2 separate regions of the Mus musculus genome follow, and region 1 is linked to region 2. A link is a contact called in public promoter capture Hi-C data. All regions are on one chromosome and are shown on one strand. Each heading gives the region's core, a stretch centred on a gene start, on an enhancer-like site or on the middle of the called end of the contact. The rest is flanking DNA. Distances are from core to core; before and after follow the strand shown. Region 1 has its middle 31 kb from the start of Gm10789. Region 2 overlaps Tiam1 (T cell lymphoma invasion and metastasis 1).

Region 1 (6,298 bases), core at 3,162-5,661, 270 kb after region 2:
TGGCCTGGCCTTGAACTCAGAAAGACTTCCTCACTGCGGAAAGAAATGCGCACATCCATGTTTGTCTGCTGTGCTCACAGCAGCTGAGACAAAAACAGAACCAGAACAAAATCCATCAAGAAACACAGTGTATAGACACACAATGGGATGTCTGTCAGCCCCAAAGAAAAATCACGACGTTTGTAGAAAAGAGGATGTAACTAGAAGTCGTCGTGTTCCGTGAAATACGCCGGGCCTGGGAAGACAACAGATCTTCTCCGATGACTAACGAGATAAACCTTAGATCTCGGAGGAGCAAGAGACAGTGTAGGAACTGCAAAGATGGTTCCCAGGTCAGGAGTGACAGACAGCACTCTTTCAGATGACGGGAGTTCAGTTCCCAACAGCACCTATGCCAGGTGGCTCAGACAGCCTTTGCCACCAGCCCCAGGGGATGTGATGTTCCTTCTGGCCTCCTTGGGCACTGGCACTCACAAGAACACACACACACACATTCAAAACAGCATAAAATCAAAACAGCAGAAAGTTTACTCTGAAGCCAAATACAAGTGTCCGTGGGACAGGACACAGATTTTAGGTCTTTCCAGATAACTTGTTTTGATGGAGTTTTTATAATAATTGGGGGGGGGGAGTCATAAATGGCAGACTTTTCAAATAAATTGTTGGGTAGAACACAGAGGCAGGATACAGAGAGGTGGGGTCAACTCTGCTGTGGGCGCCTTAGATATTGTCACTCGGCATTCTTAGCCAGTGCAGTGGCGGAAGCTAAGGGACCACATGCCAGAGGATTTTACCTTTGGAATTAACCTTTGTCAGGTCACACACAGAGAAGGACAAGAAGTGGCCACTACACAGGCTAAAAATATCGGGGTCTAGACTTGCAACATTCCAACCTCCTGCATCACTGACGTTCTAGTCTGTCAACCAGCCTTGGTAGTCACAGCCTCTTTCTAGGACTTCTTGTCCACATCTCTCAGGTACAGACTCTAGATCTGAGAGGAAGAGCGGGAGGGAGGGAGGGAGGGAGGGAGGGAGGGAGGGAGGGAGGGAGGGAGGGAAGAAAGGCAACCAGGACTGAGGGGCAGGAAGGAAGAGATCTTAAAGCAGGAGAAGAAAAGGAAGAGGGTGGGGGAGGGGGAGCAGAACCGGAAACCATGACATTAAAGTAGAAGCAGGGGATTGTCTGGAGAGAGGGGAGGACCAACAGGAAGAGGAGGTGAGGGGCGGGCATTGGGAAACAGAGATGACTAAGTATATAGTGTGGTGGCCTATGTATATAAATCCCTAATAAACCCAGTATTTTACACTCTAATGTTTAAAAAAAAATGAAAAACAAATAATATGTAAACAAACATAATAAATATGTAAATAATATTTTAAAAGAGAGTAGGCCTGTAGAAGTCCAGATAGTTTTGTGGGAGAATAAATACCTACATTTATTCTAAAGGAGTCTCCTATGCAGGAAGTCTGTCTCGCTGTAGCTCCCATTCCTACCTCCCGTGGTATTTACAAATACAGAGGCTCAATAGGAGAACAGTGGGAAGGGGCAGGAAACCCCCATTGGGAAAGATGCTCTGATCCCACCCGTTCCCTACCTCCTCCTCTGCCCCTCCCTCAACTCCAGGACCTAAGACTTGAAACTGAGACCAGGCTCTAGACTTTGCAGTCAGACTTTTGCACCCAGGGAACGCAAACCCAGACTTACAAAGTCAAAGCTATTTTCAGCTGAGAGGGGAATCACACACTCAAACTGGTTCAAGCAGAGTCTGCAAGTTCTAGGCTTCTGCCAGGGTTCTGCAGGTGATCAGGCAGCGAAGCCCTCAGACGAGAATGCAACTGAGCAGAATTACAGGTTCTTCTGATAGGACCTTTTCTTTCTCTGAGGCAGGACCTCACTGCCTAGCTCTTGCTAGCCTGAAGCTCACTCTGTAGACCAGGCTAGCCTCTAACTCAGAGATCCTCCTGCTTCTGCCTCCCAAGCGATGGGCTTTGATGTCAATTTTAATACCTTTGTCCTCACAATCTCCAGGATGATAGACAGCAGAGGCTGGGAGACTGGAGAAGCTACAGGGCAGGTGCAGCTATAATGCTCTGTGCAAGAAGCCCACATGTGGCTAGAAGCATCCGAAAGGCCCCTATGGTCCAGGCAAGCTCCTGTCACGAGTTGGGTGTCCGAGTGGGATGAGAGAGTCACTTGGCTGCTGCTTTCTGATTCTCCTTGGTTCCGCCACACAAGCAGCTTTCAACCCCACTTTAAAGCCTCAGGAAGTCGAGGGTCTGTTTCCGAGATTGGTATAAAGGGCGCTCTTAGCTTGCAGAGAAATGTCTGCACTTTCAGAGACACACAAGAAGGCTCTACTCTCGAAGTATGCAGAACTCTCACCCTGCATGCAGCTCGAAACTGTTAGGAATGTGGTCCAACACAGAGTCATACGCTTACTTAAAACATGAGTGTGTGTGTGAGTGTGTGTGTGTGAGTGTGTGTGTGTGTGTGTGTGTGTGTGTGTGTGTGTGAGTGTGTGTGTGTGTGAGTGTGTGTGTGAGTGTGTGTGAGTGTGTGTGTGTGTGAGTGTGTGTGTGTGAGTGTGTGTGTGTGTGAGTGTGTGTGTGTGTGTGAGTGTGTGTGAGTGTGTGTGTGTGTGTGTGTGTGTGTGTGAGTGTTTTCACAGCATGCATGTGAAGGTCAGAGGTCAGCCTTAGGAGTCAGATCTCTCCTCCTACCATGTGGTCTCAGGGATGGTTGTCACACTTGATGGTGAAGTACCTTACCCACTGAGCCATCTTGCCAGCCCTGACAATACCATTTTCAGTGTGAACTTGGTAGATGACCGTGTCAAGTGGCACTGTCAGAAGACTATGCCTGCTTTCCCTTTTCGTCACAATCTACCCAGCGGTCAGATCTCCAAAGTGAGCCCTACCAGTTTGGCCTTCCAGAGTGGGCCTGCAATGCCCACCCTTTGTTCACGTTAGAGGAATCCCATGCAGGCTCTGAGCCCAGCTGAGAAGCCCCCTCTAAACTCTCGGATGCGTTACTCTCCACCGTGATCCCCAAGCACAGGGCCGCTCAGAGCACGGACCCTGGATCTCAGCATCAACACGGAAGCTGTTGGACGCTGTCACAGCCACCGAAACCTACGCAATGACCGACTGCTAGCAACTCAGCCGTCTGTGCGTCACCAAACTGCCCCGAAGGGGTTCTGATAGTACTCATAACTGATCCCCACTGTAGAACTGGGGTTCATTTAAGAATGACTCCTGCTCCCCCTCCCTCTGCCTTATACCTTTCCTCGTTGTCTTGTGGAAGAGAAGCCTTTCCTTAGGTTCAAGTTAAAATGGCAAGGGATCAGCCGGGCATGGTGGCGCACGCCTTTAATCCCAGCACTCGGGAGGCAGAGGCAGGCGAATTTCTGAGTTCGAGGCCAGCCTGTTCTACAAAGTGAGTTCCAGGACAGCCAGGGCTGTCTCAAAAACCAAAAAAAAAAAAAGAGGCAAGGGATGGAAGTCCATTATGAGGGCCAGAGGTGAGGATGATGTCATCTGGTGCGTGGGCTTCACGCTCTGTCTCACTGTAGCTCCCTCCCTCTTTCTCTAAGACTTCTTCTCCTCGAGAAGGACTTGAGTTAGATCCCAAGAACTCCTACAATCTGTCCTCTGACAAACACACACACACACACACACACACACACACACGCCTTGGCACACACGTACACAGCAAGCAGACAAACACACGATGAATAAAAATAAATAATTCTTTAAACAAATAATACATCTTTGCATCCTGAAAACTCCTGAATAGATTTTTTTTTCCCCCCAAGACTGGGTTTCTCTGTGTACCTCTGGCTGCCCTGGAACTCACTCTGTAGACCAGGCTGGCCTTGAACTCAGAGATCTGCCTGCCTCTGCCTCCCGAGTGCTGGGATTAAAGGTGTGTGCCACCACCGCCCGGCCTGAATAGTCTCCTCGGGTCTGGCTTTTGAATAGCCCTATATTCATTCACCAGCTTTGGTCTCCAGTGTGTTGAGCAGATGGAGAGTTCTTGTTACAATTCAATAGATATACTGAATACTTACTGCCTAGTCCCTTTCCAGAGAAAGCCCCTAACATAGCCAGGTACCCCGCAAACATGCACTTGTGGGATTTAACGAATGAGTCTGTTCCAGAACTGGAAAGGGCCATGTGAAATTAGTAAGTATACCAGCCGCCAGCCCTCCACCTCCAGCACACCCCAGACAAAAAACCAGGAATTCTGCAGAATGAGACCAGAATTTCCGTGTAGCAATTCACTTGACAGAAATGACAGCAAGGCTCCCACTCACGGCCATTATTTGAAGACTTTCCAAAATGCCGGCTGTGTACTGGGAGAAACACTATTTGGTGTGTCTGCAGTCCCATGGGGACAGTGGGGCTGAACCACTCCCTAGGATTGCCCAACAAAGGCAAGTCCCTCGGTGTGATTAACCTCTTGCCTCATCATCGGAGCCACTAATCTCAAATCTTAGCCTTTCGAAACTCAACGAACTGGCTGGTGAGATGGCTAAACAGATAAAGGGACTTGCTGCTAACACTGACGCCCTGAGTTCAATCCCTGGGACCCACACATGGGAAAGAAGAACCAAGTCCCGTGGGCTGTCTTCTGATACACCGACACACATACAAAATAAAGAAATACATTTTTTTAAAAAAAAAAGAACAATACACCATATTAGTACCTACACAGCATGACCCACTGGAAATAAACTAGGCAGCAGCAGATGACACAGCACTATCAGGCAATAGGTGCTAGGCTCCCCCTCAGCCAGGCCTTCTGCCGAGTCCCACGAGTACAATGCTGTGCTCAGAGGCCACAGTTCCAATGCACTTCTCAGAACGCACCCATTTGCAGTTGCAGGATGCCGCCCTACTGTGGAGTGTGTGCCAGCACACTCCAGGTCTGGGCTCGATCCCCAGCACTGAAGAGGACAGAACGCAGCACACAGCCTGAGCTTTCGGCCTTCACTGCCTCTTCGAGTCGTCCTTTTCCTCCCAAGAGCTTGTATTCACATAAAGATTAGTAAATGAAAGCAATCTGGCTGCCACCTGTCAATCTGCCTTTCTTGATAGTTTAAACTCTAAGATGCAAAAAGGAAAGAGATGTTGCCGCTCATGACAGGCAGCTGGGAGCAGCAAAGACTGGATCCCCGCCTAAAACCCTGGGAGAGCCCACGAGCTTTTGCCAGCACCTTGCATCAACATTGGACATCTGGCCTCAGACCTGGGAAAGAACGTTAGCATTGTTTTTGATCACCAAATTGTGGCTTAGGAAACTAACACCCTCATTAATCACTCCCTTTATTTTTCTCAAAAGCAATCTACAAGAGCCAGTATCATCACCAATGTGTGAACAAAGAGGGCCTGACTCTTGGGTAGAGCAACATGCTCAAAGCTATGGGCATGGGACAGAGCCAGGCATGGACCACATCCATGCCACCTTCTAAAAATGCCTCTCTGGCTCCAGTGGACTGACATGTGGCTTGTTGGCCTTCAGGAATAATCTAGAAAACAACTGCCCCAGTAACACCATTCTGATGAAATAAATAAATGTTCCCATTTCAAGAAAAGACACAAAGTAAGCCCATCCACCATGGCTCACAGGAGACAAGTAAGGTGATGTCAACGACGCGGCTCTAACATTCAGCGAGCAGAGCGAGCTCTCAACCTGCTCGCTGACAGTCACACTGTCACCCACAGCGGTCCTGTACCCTCCATCCTCTCAGCATAGATGCTGTTATGGCTTTAATGTAAGAAATCTCAGGTCCATTCGATCGGACACAGTCTCCACCTCGTGCCACTGCCTCGGGAGGTTGTGAGTCTCGACATGATGAAGTCTGGCTGGAGGATGTGGGCCACTAAAGAAACAGGCTTTGAGGTCTATTTAGTGGCTCCGAGTCAACTTCTCTGCCCTTGATTTGCTGAGGTGTGGGCAGTCACACCAGTTCTCCCTGCCACCATGCCTTCTCCACCACATCTCCTAAATAAAACAAGATAAGCCTCTTCTAAACTGCTTCAAAGTCCTCGACCACTGCACCAAGCAACGGAGCTATGTAAAGAAAAGTTGTAGCTGGCCTTCCCGAAGACACCTCTCATTTCACTGTAACCCCAGAACTGCTGCTTAGAATCCAGGAGTGTGCACGGTGTGCATGTCCCCATGGTACTCTTGACAAGCTTCTGCTAGAAACCAGACATGGAGGATTATGGGTAGTGGGGATTTTCAATGAATACATCACTCACCATTGAAGTCTGAAATACACCTCCACCTCCG
Region 2 (5,825 bases), core at 330-2,829:
CTGTGTGGGCAAGAAAGGCCACCAGCCATTGCTAACACCCCAAGTCCTGTAACTCTCTCAGATAGGAAACAGAACTTCTTATCTTCACTATAATATTAACTTGATTTTCATTCTTATGGGCTGGGGACAATTCAGCTGCTAATGAGAGGCGCTGAGAACCAGCTCGCTTAGTTGGAAGACCAAGCCAGAGGCTGCTCTAGAACCATCGGCGGCAGTGGTCCTTCAGGGATTCCCTTCTGTTCCTGGTGCTGGAAGATTGCTAACCAAGGAGTGAGGGAGGCAGGAGCTCCATCAGCCTGAGCCCTGGAGGGAACTGTGAAATCCTGCACCAGGTACTTGGCTACACGACAGAGACATGAGAAACACTCAAGAACAGAGTAAACAAAAGGACCATGGGCACAACTTCCTTTCCAAAGACCATGCAAGGATGACGGGACTTTACACAGTATCCCACAGGACTAACGTGTAGCAACAGGGCCGAGAGGGGAGCCTCTCCCCGGAGCCTGCACCACAGTGCAACACAGGCACGGCATTGAGATCTGTGTAACTGTCTCCTACATCAACAAGTGTAAAGGGAAACACTACTTCTAGCTGAACGAAGAACGCGATGCTCTTACGGCCACTCAACAAAGGTTTTCAGTGCAACAGAAACACTCCAATCTCAGCGAACTTTAACAAAGGCCAAAATGATTGCCAACAGGAGCAGAAGGATTCAATATCAAACTAAGGTAGCCAACAATTAGGAGGCTGCCATTGTAAGAGCAGGAAGGTGTTATGAGTGATATGTGGCCTAGGGACCTAGAAAAGGAAGTAATTAAGACCATGGGAAGAGACTAGACCATCTGGTGATTTGATGAACTACCAGGAAATCCCTCATACTGACACCCATGGCCAAAGGAAATCCACAACATAATATGCAATGGAGAATTCAAAACTAGGCCCGGGATAAAATAGCTGCGTAAGTACAGACTCCACACCATGAGGATGACATCACAGCTAAAATACTAAGTATTTTAGTAAATAGTGTATTTACTAAATGTATATTCTATATTTTACATATACCATATGGTGCATGTGTATATACTACGACTACAACTACTACTAAAATACTAAGTGCTAAAATATCATCAGAAGTACCCTGGGACAAGGGAAAGCTAGAGTTGACCTGTGCACACTTCCCTCAGAGACAGCATAGGAATGGTTAGTCTAAATATTGTGTAACCTGAGCTAACTCTACAATAAGCCCTGAGTGCCACCTAAGGGGTGGGCTGGAGAGAGAAACTCCCAAGGGTTTGCTCTTTCTGTTTTATTTTGTTCTTTCTCTGTGTAGTCCTGGCTGTCCTTGAACTCGGAGATCCGCCTACCTCTGCCTCTTGTGTTCTGGGATTAAGAGCATGGGCTTACCACCGCCCGGCCCATCTGTTACTGTTTGAAAATTTATTCAGCCAGTTGAGCTATTAGATCATCTTTTGCACCCTAAAATAGAAAGCAGCACTTGATACTGTTGAGATGTCCTGTGTCAGTGTGTACTAAGAGCCTGCATATATGTGGGCTCATATAAAGGAAAGCTACCTCAGGCTGGTTTGGACTGGCTGGGTCTGCACGAGATGCCAAGGGAGTTTCTAAGGTCAGAGGCTATCGAACCATCCAGGATTTTTAGCAAGAGCTAAAATCACCTCAGAGACAAGCCTATGACTGAGTTCATCAAAGTTGGCAGACCCAAACTAAAGGGGGTGGGGAGGTGGCAGCGTCCTCTGGGCTTAGCTTACGAATGGCATGAGGAGGAGGCTGAATGTGATCATCTCTGCTTCCTAACTTGGAATAAACTGCACCAGCTTCCTCAGACCCCTGCAGCCAGGACTCCCCTCCCCCACCCTACCCCCTCTCCCATGATGGACCACACCCTCAAGCTGTGAGCTGAAATCCCTCTTCCCTTTGGGTTGCTTTTGCCAGAGTTATTTCCTAACAGCAACCAGAAAAGTAACTACAACAGGGACTATTCTTTCCTGCCAATGCGCTGCTGCCGACAAGAGCCCAAACACTGGCTTAGCTGAGGTCACCGTCATGCAGCAGGGTTTTCCAGAGTGAGGCTCAGGGACCGACACCAAGTGGTTGGGCCCCCCAACCCCTGAGAACCTCTTCCATCAGTTTGGTGCGGCCAAGCAATGGAGTGTGAGCTACGTGAAAGTACTGGTGGCCCCAAAGCTCAAACCGAGGCAAACCAAACAGCTTTGTGTCAACCTGAGCCCCTCAAACATCTCTGAAGCACACAGCGCCTGTACCCGTGCCCGTAGATAGCTTCACCCTCTGTGGCTATCATGCCCCATTCTCAACTCTAATCGTAAAACATTCTTGCAACTGTTCTCTATAATGACCCATTGCTGCTAGTCTCTCAATGTGTCCACCTGACATGTTAAACTTTATCAGGGGTTGGAGAGGCGGCTCAGTGGTTAAGAGCACTTGGCTACGTTTCCAGAGGATCCAGGTTCGGTTCTCAGTATGCACATGGTGGCTCACAATCATCTCTAATTGCAGTACCCTCTTCAGGCCTCCAATCGGTTGCACCGGGCATGCACATGGTACACAGATGAACACAGAGGCTAAATGCACACACGGATTTTTTTATTTATTATTGAACTTTATGATTGGTATGCCTGTGTAGAGAAAAAGAACGAACAGGGCATAGAGCTAGCTCTGTGCTATCTCTAACTTTAGGCCCTTGTGGAACATCTTATAATTCGTCCCCTGAGGAAAATGGAGGCGTGTGGGGTGTTTTGGTGCCAAGTGCCTGTTTCTAAGTTCCTCAGATCACTCAGTCGTAGACCAAGAGTCTCAGAGCGTGGGAACTCACTTTTCTAGATTCTCACTGGCTGACTCCCACTCGACAGACATTAAGTAGAAGCAGGGCCGGTGCTTGTTTATGCCAGTGCCACCAATTATGGCTTTCGTCACGGAGGCCACACTTCTGTTGCATATCAAGCCCTTTATAAACATTAATTCTCTGCCACTAAGGATGTCCTCCAGGCTTCCTGATATGTTTGGTTGGGGGCGGGGGAGGGTCAAACAGTAAACGGCGTGAAGGTATACCAGAAGTGGCCAGAGAGACAAAATTGGGTTCTATTCATTAGGCCACAATTCTCTAATGAGCGTTTTGAGACGATGATATTTGCCCACAGCAGGAGATGAGGAGGGAACATGATACCAGCTGCCTTGTGAGGGCTTTGGGGGTTTCCAAACACTTAAAAGGTTAACCACTGCATTCAGAGAAAGATCTCTAATACATGTGAGCAGTGGTCTTGACATTTCACCAGGAAATGTAAGCTCCAGCACACAGTAGGTCCACGCACATCAACACCTTTGTAAGTAGGTGACTCTGTGATTTGCTGAGAGCTGTCACTGTCTGTCACTGAGTAGGACCTGATTCACTGCTTCCTCCGTTTCCCCCCTGCAAAAAAGCCACAGGCTCATCTCCGGTGACAGCTGCCCCAGGCCTGGCTCTGGAGAAATGACAACAAATAACAGTCTGAGCCAGGAGAGTGTGAGAGGGAAATGGCAGCTGTGGGCTCTGGGCTCCAATGACCCTTACCTCTCCTAACATAGCACTCGCCAGATCCCCAGTTCCTGAGCTCAAGGGATAATTCCTTTACTGCTTAATCGAACAGCAGTCTAACGATATCAGTAATGATAGCAGAGTGTAGACAGCCATATAGGAAAGTATGACAGCAGGCAGGTCTGTGTGTATGGGGGGCAGGGGTTGTTTTGTTCGTTTGTTTGTTTGTTTGTTTTTGAAAGACCTGTACCACTACACATCAACAAAGCAAGTCCTTTTAACTTTCCTTGTGGAGAAAGGTAGAGAGGGCAACATAAGGAAATGGATATTTCCTTCATCGTCAGGCACAACAGAAAATAAAATAATCCATCCCCACTATGTCTTTCTTCTAAAAAAATTTATCTATCTCTCTATTCACTCCCAACCATTCCCCCACTCTGTGTGTGTGTGTGTGTGTGAGAGAGAGAGAGAGAGAGAGAGAGAGAGAGAGAGAGAGAGACTCAGAAGTGCAGACATCACAGAAGAGAGAGAGAGAGAAAGAGAGAGAGAAAGAGAGAGAGAAAGAGAGAGAGAGAAAGAGAGAGAGAGAGAGATCGAGAGAGAGAGACTCAGAAGTGCAGACACCACAGAAGAGAGAGAGAGAGAGAGAGAGAGAGAGAGAGAGAGAGACTCAGAACTGCAGATACCACAGAAGCCAGAAGAAGGTGCTGGATAGCCTGAAGCTGGTGTTCAAAGCAGCCGTAAGCCCCTCAAGGTGCTCGCATCCGATTTGGTTCCTCTAAGAGCAGCAAGTGCTCTAACCACTGAGTAATCTCTGTGGCCCCTCTGTCTGCCCCTTAGGACAGCAGAATCCCACTGATTCAAGTTAAGAGACTGAAGGCCAGAGGCTTTCCTCCCCATGCCCCCCATGCCCCCCATGCCCCCCATGCCCGGGTTGAGCGTCTCTCATAGCTCAGCTGCACTTCATGGCACAGGAGCCAGATGTGTGTTTAAAACAGGCCCCAAGGGCTTCTTATTGAATTGTAAATATGCTCAGTTCTGTTTACAGATGAAATGCTTTAACTGGAAACACAAACACCCAAGACCAAAGACAAATAAAAACCTACCGTAATTATCAGCGGCCGCGTCTGACTTCTCAATGTGGATATTCTGGGTGACTTTTGGACAGATTTCAATTTCTTTGTAAAGCTGCAAATCAGAGAGAGGGGGGCGAGTGAGGGGCCCATCGCAAATACGACAGATCAGCATTTTGTAAATTTGCTTTTTCATAATTGATACTTGAACAAAAATTCATGCTACATCAGTGTTTTTATTGAGTGAAAAACCTTCAGTTCTCAGCACCACGCTCAGCTAAGCTTAGAAAACCAGGCTGCTTCTAACCACGCTCTCTCCACATGCACATCACTCTATAGAGCACCCTAAATTCATCACAGACCTGAAACACAATGCCCCCATCATTAAACCCTCTAGTGCTGGGGCAGGGGACTCGTCAAAATCAAAAGGAGGTTATAAATATGCTGAGTGAAGGCCTGCACAGTACTAGACATCTCTGCCTGTTCACACAGCACTTCCACAGGAGGAAATCCACAGCAGGATCAACTGGTAGATACAGACTGTCTGTGTGATGAGATTCTCGGTTAGCCACTCAACTATACAAAATCATAAAGAAAAGTAAGTACACAAATCAACCAACCATCTATAAACCCAACATAGTCTAGAATGTGTTTCTGTATAAATGCAAGATTAAAGTATTATATAGCTCGCGCATCAGAAAATGTTTAAATCAACTGACAGTGCAGTTCCATATATCTGGAGCTAACTCACAAGACATGAATTTCAACTGTGTGCCTTATCATTCCATCCTGGGACAATTACAACGTCCATTTCACAAACAGGGCGCTAAGGCTGGTGAGAAAGTATTCTAACATGTTTGTAAAGCCAGGGTGGGCTGGGCAGGGTCTAAATGCAGTCTTGCAAGCCCCAGAGATATGGCTCTCTCTGTGTCCCACCATGGTGACTCCCAGCCCAGTGTGAAACCCAAAGAGGCCTGAGGTTAGGAGGATGAGCCTTCTTAGGTAAAAAACCTATAGCTGAAATCCAAATTTGAAGACAAATGCAAACTCTTACTGATCTGGAAATGAAAATAAATCTCAAGCCATAGAATTTGATAGGTACTGCATCCTGAGTCACTGAAGCGGACCTCGGTGACGTCTACCCCTGCCCCATCTCTTCAGGATGTCATTTTATACAGTCAAGAAGAAAGCACGGGTCTTTT

Evidence for each region. Capture Hi-C pulls out chosen DNA fragments and counts their contacts.
Region 1: a contact with region 2 is called in a promoter capture Hi-C map of adipose tissue. The contact joins two enhancer-like sites. A contact is called at or near these places in 1 of 15 datasets of contacts at CTCF or cohesin (large pre-B cells), 8 of 484 Hi-C or Micro-C datasets (bone marrow-derived macrophages, embryonic stem cells and myocytes), 7 of 115 datasets of contacts at active chromatin or transcription factors (the HPC-7 cell line, T-cell acute lymphoblastic leukemia, acute myeloid leukemia and 4 more) and 4 of 9 other capture datasets (adipose tissue, embryonic stem cells, liver and 1 more).

The regions. Positions count from the first base shown.
Region 1 is chr16:90,108,545-90,114,842 of GRCm38.p6, forward strand. It overlaps a transcript of Tiam1 not described here. Among named protein-coding and RNA genes, the nearest start is that of Gm10789, 31 kb to the right of the region's middle. Within about 2 kb of position 4,412, at least 35 of the 459 cell types and tissues checked have an H3K27ac peak or open chromatin away from gene starts, as enhancers often do. A contact at or near this core is called in adipose tissue, where this site is marked.
Region 2 is chr16:89,838,597-89,844,421 of GRCm38.p6, forward strand. It overlaps Tiam1 (T cell lymphoma invasion and metastasis 1), which reads right to left. Exons shown (of 28, transcript NM_009384.3): 13 at 4,657-4,738. Among named protein-coding and RNA genes, the nearest start is that of Gm52239, 47 kb to the left of the region's middle. Within about 2 kb of position 1,580, at least 12 of the 459 cell types and tissues checked have an H3K27ac peak or open chromatin away from gene starts, as enhancers often do. A contact at or near this core is called in adipose tissue, where this site is marked.